Linked DNA regions of Mus musculus: region 2 is linked to region 1. The links are chromatin contacts, called in public promoter capture Hi-C maps. All regions are on one chromosome and are shown on one strand. The core of a region is the stretch at or near the end of the contact, and the rest is flanking DNA. Distances in the headings are between cores, read along the strand shown. Region 1 holds the start of Eif2ak4 (eukaryotic translation initiation factor 2 alpha kinase 4). Region 2 holds the start of Chst14 (carbohydrate sulfotransferase 14).

What was found. Promoter capture Hi-C pulls out the DNA fragments that hold promoters and counts their contacts.
Region 2: a promoter capture Hi-C map of stem cell-derived epiblast-like cells shows a contact between it and region 1, with 3 times the contacts expected there. The contact joins the promoter of Chst14 here to the promoter of Eif2ak4 in region 1. A contact is called at or near these places in 5 of 39 promoter capture datasets (the 3T3-L1 cell line, embryonic stem cells, hippocampal neurons and 2 more).

What each region holds. Positions count from the first base shown.
Region 1 is chr2:118,386,639-118,390,071 of GRCm38.p6, reverse strand. Eif2ak4 (eukaryotic translation initiation factor 2 alpha kinase 4) reads right to left here and starts at 1,455. Exons shown (of 39, transcript NM_013719.3): 1 at 1,220-1,455. The coding sequence starts at 1,363.
Region 2 is chr2:118,924,466-118,927,910 of GRCm38.p6, reverse strand. Chst14 (carbohydrate sulfotransferase 14) reads right to left here and starts at 1,414. Exons shown (of 1, transcript NM_028117.3): 1 at 1-1,414. The coding sequence starts at 1,259. The coding sequence ends at 129. Bahd1 (bromo adjacent homology domain containing 1) reads right to left here. Exons shown (of 7, transcript NM_001045523.1): 7 at 3,387-3,445.

The DNA of each region.
Region 1 (3,433 bases), core at 206-2,705:
TACACTATCTCTGGGTTAAGTCTTCTTGGTTATAAAGGCCACCGTGAGCTGTAAATTCCTGGGCTAACTGGGATCAGCTGTAAATTCTTAGGATTATCAGTATCATTACCTAAAAGTGGCTGATGGTTTTCCTTCCATTTTCCTGCACCTTGGGAACATAAAACTAAAAAAACTAAAAAAAAAAAAAAAAAAAAAAAAAGCCAGCTGGGTCTCCCTGAGTCCCCTGCACATTCTGTAACACTATTCTGGTGGCCTAGGCCCTACTTCCTGGTTCCCTGGAAACAGAGAAGTTGCCAGATGACCTGTAGGTTATCTTACTATTTACAAGAAGCATGTATAACTGTATGTAAAGTTACAAATAAGGCCTAAAAAAGTAAGCTTCCCGCCGGCAGCAGGGGTTTTGTGCATGTTTTACCCATGACTGTGTTCCTAGCGTCTAAATCATTAAATTAAAAAGTATATTGGTTTAGTGGGAGAATCTTGGCCCTGACAGCTTAAGTAAAGCCTTTTCCTAAAGAAATACTAGATATAGAGAAAAGACAGACATTGTGAGTTAAAGAAGTAAGGCAGATGGAGGAAAGAAGTACTTTCAAACTTCAGGAACATTTTAGTTCGGCAGATACACTATTCAAGGATAGGGAGAGACTGTCACTGCCCTCAGCTTAACTTCCACACAAAAAAGGAAAGTGATGTTTTAAATAGAACTCGGTAAACACTGCATTACAGCGACAATAAACATGTTCTATACCTATTCCTCAAAAGTCTCGGAGGAAGGTACAAAAAGTTCTTCCACACAGGAAACGGGATTTACACAGTGTGACCTGGGAGTTTGTTTGCTGAGAGCACAAGACCTGGACCCACGCCCCCTAAGCATCCCCAGCACAAAGTAGCAATGAGTGACTATGAATGTGCAGTCACAACCCACCTCGAGGCCTGGGGCGAGTCAGTGTGGGGAAGAATGGTTGGAAGGACGAAGGGTGGTTAGGGGACGTCAGTGGGAATAAGAAGCACAGCAGAGAGAGGAGCCCGACCGGGGAAAAAAGAGAATTCAGGCCAGGTGCTGCCTTCTCAAGACCAGTGGCGGCGCAGAGGCAGAAAGTGAGGGTAGTGGAACTGCAATATGAAAAGCCTTTAGGATCTAAGTGGTCGCCCCAGACTGGAGGCGTCTGGCTGGGTTCCTAGACTGGAGAACACCGGGCCAGACCAACCACGTTCCTACCCGTCCGCGCGCATCCGGCCGCAGATCCTGGAAGTCCGAGCCGTAAATGGCCTCCAGGGCCTGCAGCTCGTGGTCCTGTCGCTGCGAATAGCTCTCCTGTGGCTCAGCCCGGCCGCGTCCAGAGGCCCCGCGGCCCCCAGCCATGGCGGCCGGGGCAGGCGCAGCGGCCTAGGCGAGGTAGCGGTGATTCTGGGGTGGGTAGGGGAGCTCCAGCCCGCGCCGTGACCGAACTGAGGGCGGGGCCTCGAGTCGGAGTCGGGTCTGGGGGAGGGGCCTCGAGCTGATGACAGGTCTAGGGGGTGTGGCTCTGCTCTGGGGAGGCGCTTTAAAGACAGGATCTCCAGCGGGAGACGAACCTGGGGGCGGAGTCTCGAGCTGAAGACCGACCTAGGGGCGTGACTCTGAGCAGGTGAGAGGGCCTTGGGCGGAGCCTAGGCCAGGAGGCGGGTCTGAAGGCGGGGTTCTCCGCGGCTGACTCGTTTGGCCCACTCCGGAGAAGGCCAGTGGGCGGGGTTTTGCTCCAACTTCTCATGGCCCAAGACTTCTAATAAAACAAGAGTAGGGGAAAGCTTTGCCTTCTTCCTGAGGGGAGAAATTGAGTCAGGAATTGCCAACACACTTTGGAGAGCCAGTCTCTTAGGTCAAAGTGACAACACATATTAGTTTTCACAAAACAAGTATGTAGCAGAAACAGGCGCTGGAACTCCTTCACCCTGCCTGGCTAGAGAGAGGAAAATTTTAGAGCGCAGTCATGAGTTAAATCGTTTATCTTACCTGACCTTCCCAGAATGAGACTACTGGGAGGAAAAAACCGTAAACCCTGTTTCCCACATTCGTTACCCTTGAATCATTAATTAAATGTCTCATGCATGCTCTCTGGACTCTCTGAAATTCTCTCCTTGCATTTTCAAATCCCACAAAGAGAATTATCCGACCAGTTCATTTAATGTAAATTTGAGCATTCACATTCATGTAAAATGTTGCACCCTACTTTACATACTTAAGGGATGTATTTGTGTCCATATGAGTCAGGGTCTCCCTCTGCAGCATGGTCTGGCCTTGAATTCATAGTAATCTTCCTACTTTATCCTCTCAGCGCTAGGATCATGAGACTGTGCCACCATCCCTATTTGACCATATTTTTTTTTCACGCATATAAGTAACCTATCTATTCAGACATTGCTATTGCTTTGTTGTCTACCTGCTGTAGCTTAATTCAGAAAAAAAATGCACTATCATGCCTCGAGTTAGGTTAGGTGACATGTCTCTGTCAATCTTGTTTGCATCTATCTTGTTCACTTAGTAATGTTGACTTAGGCATCTCACCTTCAGACCACTCTGATCAGACAAGGTAACACAAAGGCCTTTTAGAAACCACCTCCTCCCTCCTTCAGCTGGAGACCTGTTCTGTTTCCAGGGACCCCTGCCTGGATACATGGCAGAACTCAACAAACAGTGAAGATATTTGTTGAGTGCTGCCTTTTTTTTTTTTTTTTCAGCTCTCACATTCAAACTGTCATCATGTCCTCAGTTTCCCCCTAAGCTGCAGCCCATTTTTACCACCTCTTCACTGGCTCTCTATTCGGCCGTCTTCATCCTTGCCCCATGTTAAGCAGCTCTTCCTATTGTAGCCAAAGTAAAGTTCCTAAATCACGAATATGGCCACACTAATCTCTAAAATCCTTCCAGTTTCCAACTGCTCTTCTTCTACTACAAAAGAAAAACTCAATACGGATTTTTTTCAACATAAAAGCAGAGGAAACATTATAATAACCCCAGGTATTTGTCATCCAGGTCCACAATGTCAGATGTCGTCACCAGTATTGTTTCATTTTCTCCATCCTTAGGAATGCTTTAAATATCAAATATTGTGGACTTTGTTTATAAAGAAGCATGTGTGTAACAGAAAAAGACATTTGAAACCCATTACACCTTAAAGTGTAACACTTTCTATGTTATTAATATCTGTATAGTAAAAATGCAAAATAGTAAAAATACTTTTATTTAATAAAACAATAATTATTGTGTGACAGTCTTTTCCTGGGGTGACACAACACACACACACACACACACACACACACACACACACACACACACACAATTTACCCCAAAGTAACGAATGCACCAATATAACTTGATGAACCATTGGGGTTGTTATTGGTGCTACTAATAGAAATGTGGGTGAGGAGTTACTTAAAGGAGCAGGGATGACTT
Region 2 (3,445 bases), core at 165-2,664, 540 kb before region 1:
AGTCCTTACCACTGAGATATGGAGACACCTAGAGAAACCAGGAAGCCACCCAGAGCCAGGAGTTTCTCTGAAAGACATCCCAAAGCTGATATCATTAAACCCAAACTCCAAAAGGTGCTGGCCTACTGTCATTGGTGACAGGCTTCCTTGGTGACATTGGGCAGTGGGTAAGCAAAGAGGGAGAAGTCCAGGATATACTTAGGTAGCACATCTTGAAGCAGGGCCCGTGGAACATTGCACAAGTGGTAATGCAGACTTTCTGGGCTGGCTGGCCGGTACCAGGCCTGGCGAGCTGGGAACCGGACATGGGGTGGGGCCCGCACCCACTCCAGCACCTGGTTGGCATCAGCCTCCAGCCTCTCATAGGAACCCACGAAGTCGTAGTGCACAGCACATGGTTGGCACAGGTGGTACACAGGCATCCAATGCTCATTCATATGTTCAGGATCCTCATCCACCAGGTATCTCAGGAACTCTGGGAAGGTGACATCGTCCCCTGCAGGGCTGGGGCCAGCTCCAGCCCTGTAGCGCCTGACAATTTCGGCCCCATATCGCTGCTGGTACTCTCGGATCTCTCCAAACTTGTTACGGTAAGCAGACAGGAGGCGTTCCAAGGGGTCTCGCACAAACAGGAACTTGAAGTAGTGCTGCAGACGGTAGCGAATCTCCTCAGGCCGCAGGTCTGCCAGAAACACCAAGTCACTGCGGTGGTCCATCTTGAGGCGGACATCCACGTTGTTCAGGATGCCAGCCAGCACCTTCAGCACACGTTTCCAGTTAGAGCAGGCCACTTTGGGGACATAGCAGTAGAGGAAGCGGTAGCGGTCACTTACGAGAATGTGGCGCAGCAGGGTGCGCCGCTGTCCCACCGGCAAGTCCCAGGGGTCCCGGGGCATGCCTGGTTGTCCGCACACGGCCCTCAAGGTCCGGTTTCGGATGTCCTCCCTCACTTGCAAGTCCGAGTCCCCAGCATCCAAGGATAGGCCTCTAGGCTTAGGATCTGTCCCGCTCCAGGCCGCGCCTTTGTGGCTGGGAGGGTGCAGGGGAAGGGGTTTCATCTCCGATAGGATGCCTCGCTCGATCATGAGCAGCAGTCCGCTGGAGGCCACGATTACAGCGAACATCAGCATGGACGGCAGCAGCAGGGGCGGCCCCCCGAGCCCAGCCCGGGCCCGGCCCAATGGGGCCCGCCTTGGCGTGCGGCCCAGGGTCTCCGCGCTTTTCGGGGCAGCCAGTGGGGTCAGAGGGCGGGGAAACATGGTGCTGCGGCCAGACCTCGCCGACCTCGAGGCTGCAGGGGAGGTGACTGCAGCAGGGGCTGGAGGTCTCGGGAGGGGAGGGATAGTGGGTGGCCAGCTCCCGGGGTGCAGGCAGGGACCAGGGCCGGATGTCCCGCCCGGCCGCTCTTCTCTCCCCGCCCCTCCCTGATACAGGCGCGAGGGCGGGCCCACGTTGTGGGGCGGGGAGAGGGGCGGGTGCCCGAGTCCTAGGAGCTAGTTGCGGGAGGCCGCAGGCGGACCCTAGCCCGGGAGAGAACTCATGAGCCTGGGCCACTCCAGACAAAATGAGACCTGGAAAGCAGGAGCTACTGAGATCCCGTGTCTCTTTAACACGTGTCCTCTTGGTGCTCCATTTAAGATTTGCACCCTCCATCCTGCTTTAAACTGCTCTGGAACCGCTGTCCCTCCAGCTGTGACCTGAATGCAGGACAACCCACCACTCAGTCGGTCTAGACATAAAGGAGATCTGTCCTGACCGGAAGCATGGTCCTTAGCCGCTTGTACCAGTCCCAGCCCAGGGCAGGGCCACTCTGTCAAGCTCTGGCTAATGTCTCCATGGTGACATTTTGCTTTAGTAATTCCTAGGGACTAGTGCTTATCTACTGAGCAATGCTGATCTGTCTGTAAAAGGAATCTCCCCTGCCAAGTCTGAAGCAGTAGGCTAACTGGGACACTCTGGTCGGAGGCTATGGACAAGTACCTCGGGACCACGTATGGCCAATATATACTTCAGGACAACCTACAAGTACAACGCAGCAACCACAGAAAGGCCTCTTTGCTTGGAGCCAAGATGTACCCAGTGGCAACAGATTGGTCAGAGTACTTTGAACAGCAGCATACAACTAGTCCCTAAGCACTACAGCTTGACTTCGTGTGGGGCCCCAACAAGGCTTAAGACAACAGAACTGGGGAACAAATCACGTTTTTTTGTTGTTGTTGTTGTTGTTTGTTTTTAACTATTTCCTATAGTCATCAGCCACTTGACAGTAGATTCTGTGGCTGTTCACATTGTATGGACTCTGGGGTAGCTGTGACTGAAGGTTTTGTTGTTGTTGTTGTTTAGGTATGGGTTTCACTGGCTAGCCAAGGCTGACTTTCAGACCCAATTCCTAGTCATGACAGCACATTAGATGGGAGGACGAAGAATTGACTTTGGTACAGGTTATGCCCAGAGGATGATGAAAGGACTGGGTGGGAATGGTGAGACTATGAAGCTGATTAGGCAGATGAGGGGGTCTGAGGGATAAAGTGACGTGTGTGTGTGTGTGTGTGTGTGTGTGTGTGTTGTTGTTGTTCAGAGAGCCACACAGAAAACATGGGGTAAATGTCTGAACTGGGAGGTTCAGTGGCTTTAAAGTTGGATGCTGGGTGCATCTCAGGCCACTTCTGACCCTTCACTACACTGCTGTCCCTTTCTAGGCAGTGTATAGATTTCTGGTGGTGGGATTGCCTGCTCCATTTGTCTGTAAAGTGACACCTCTTAGAACTCTCGTGGGCAGCACACTGATGGCTGTCCATACCATGGGATAGCCTACCCATGTCATGGGGATGAAAGCTCTGATCTCATCACCACTTTTCTTCCACCATAGATTTGGACTTAGCTAGCAGGTGGGGGGGACCTCAGCATCCCAGAATGAGAGGGCTCTAAAGAGGTCAATGTTAGTCCACCAGTCAAATCCTGAAACTGATGCAGTCCTATCCCACACCACAAACGGAGTGCCAGCTACAAGAAACTAAGAAGTTTCTACCCAGCCCCAAGGTTACGATAGAGTTGTCTTCATGCATCTAGATTAACTGCCTTCCACTTAGCACACTGGCCAAGCTAGTGCTGGCAACCCAAGAATTTCACAAACCCAGAAGGCAGCTGTGGCTACCTTGATGTTAACTTCAAGCTCCCATTTCCTGTCTCTTTTCACTTGCTTTTTTTCTGGCTTTGCACCTTCATCAGCCTTAATAAGCACTTCTGCTGCAAGGAGTAATTAACCAGGACTCCTGACACAAGACCAGTGAGCCCCTCCATATTTACACACTAAAATCCAAACCAAATCCCCAAAATAGAAGCACAAAGCCAAACTCAAAACAAAACACACAGAAAATAACTCTTTTCTAAATCAATACAATTTCTCAAATTTATTTATTTTTCTTAAAGAAGTACTTCTAATCTC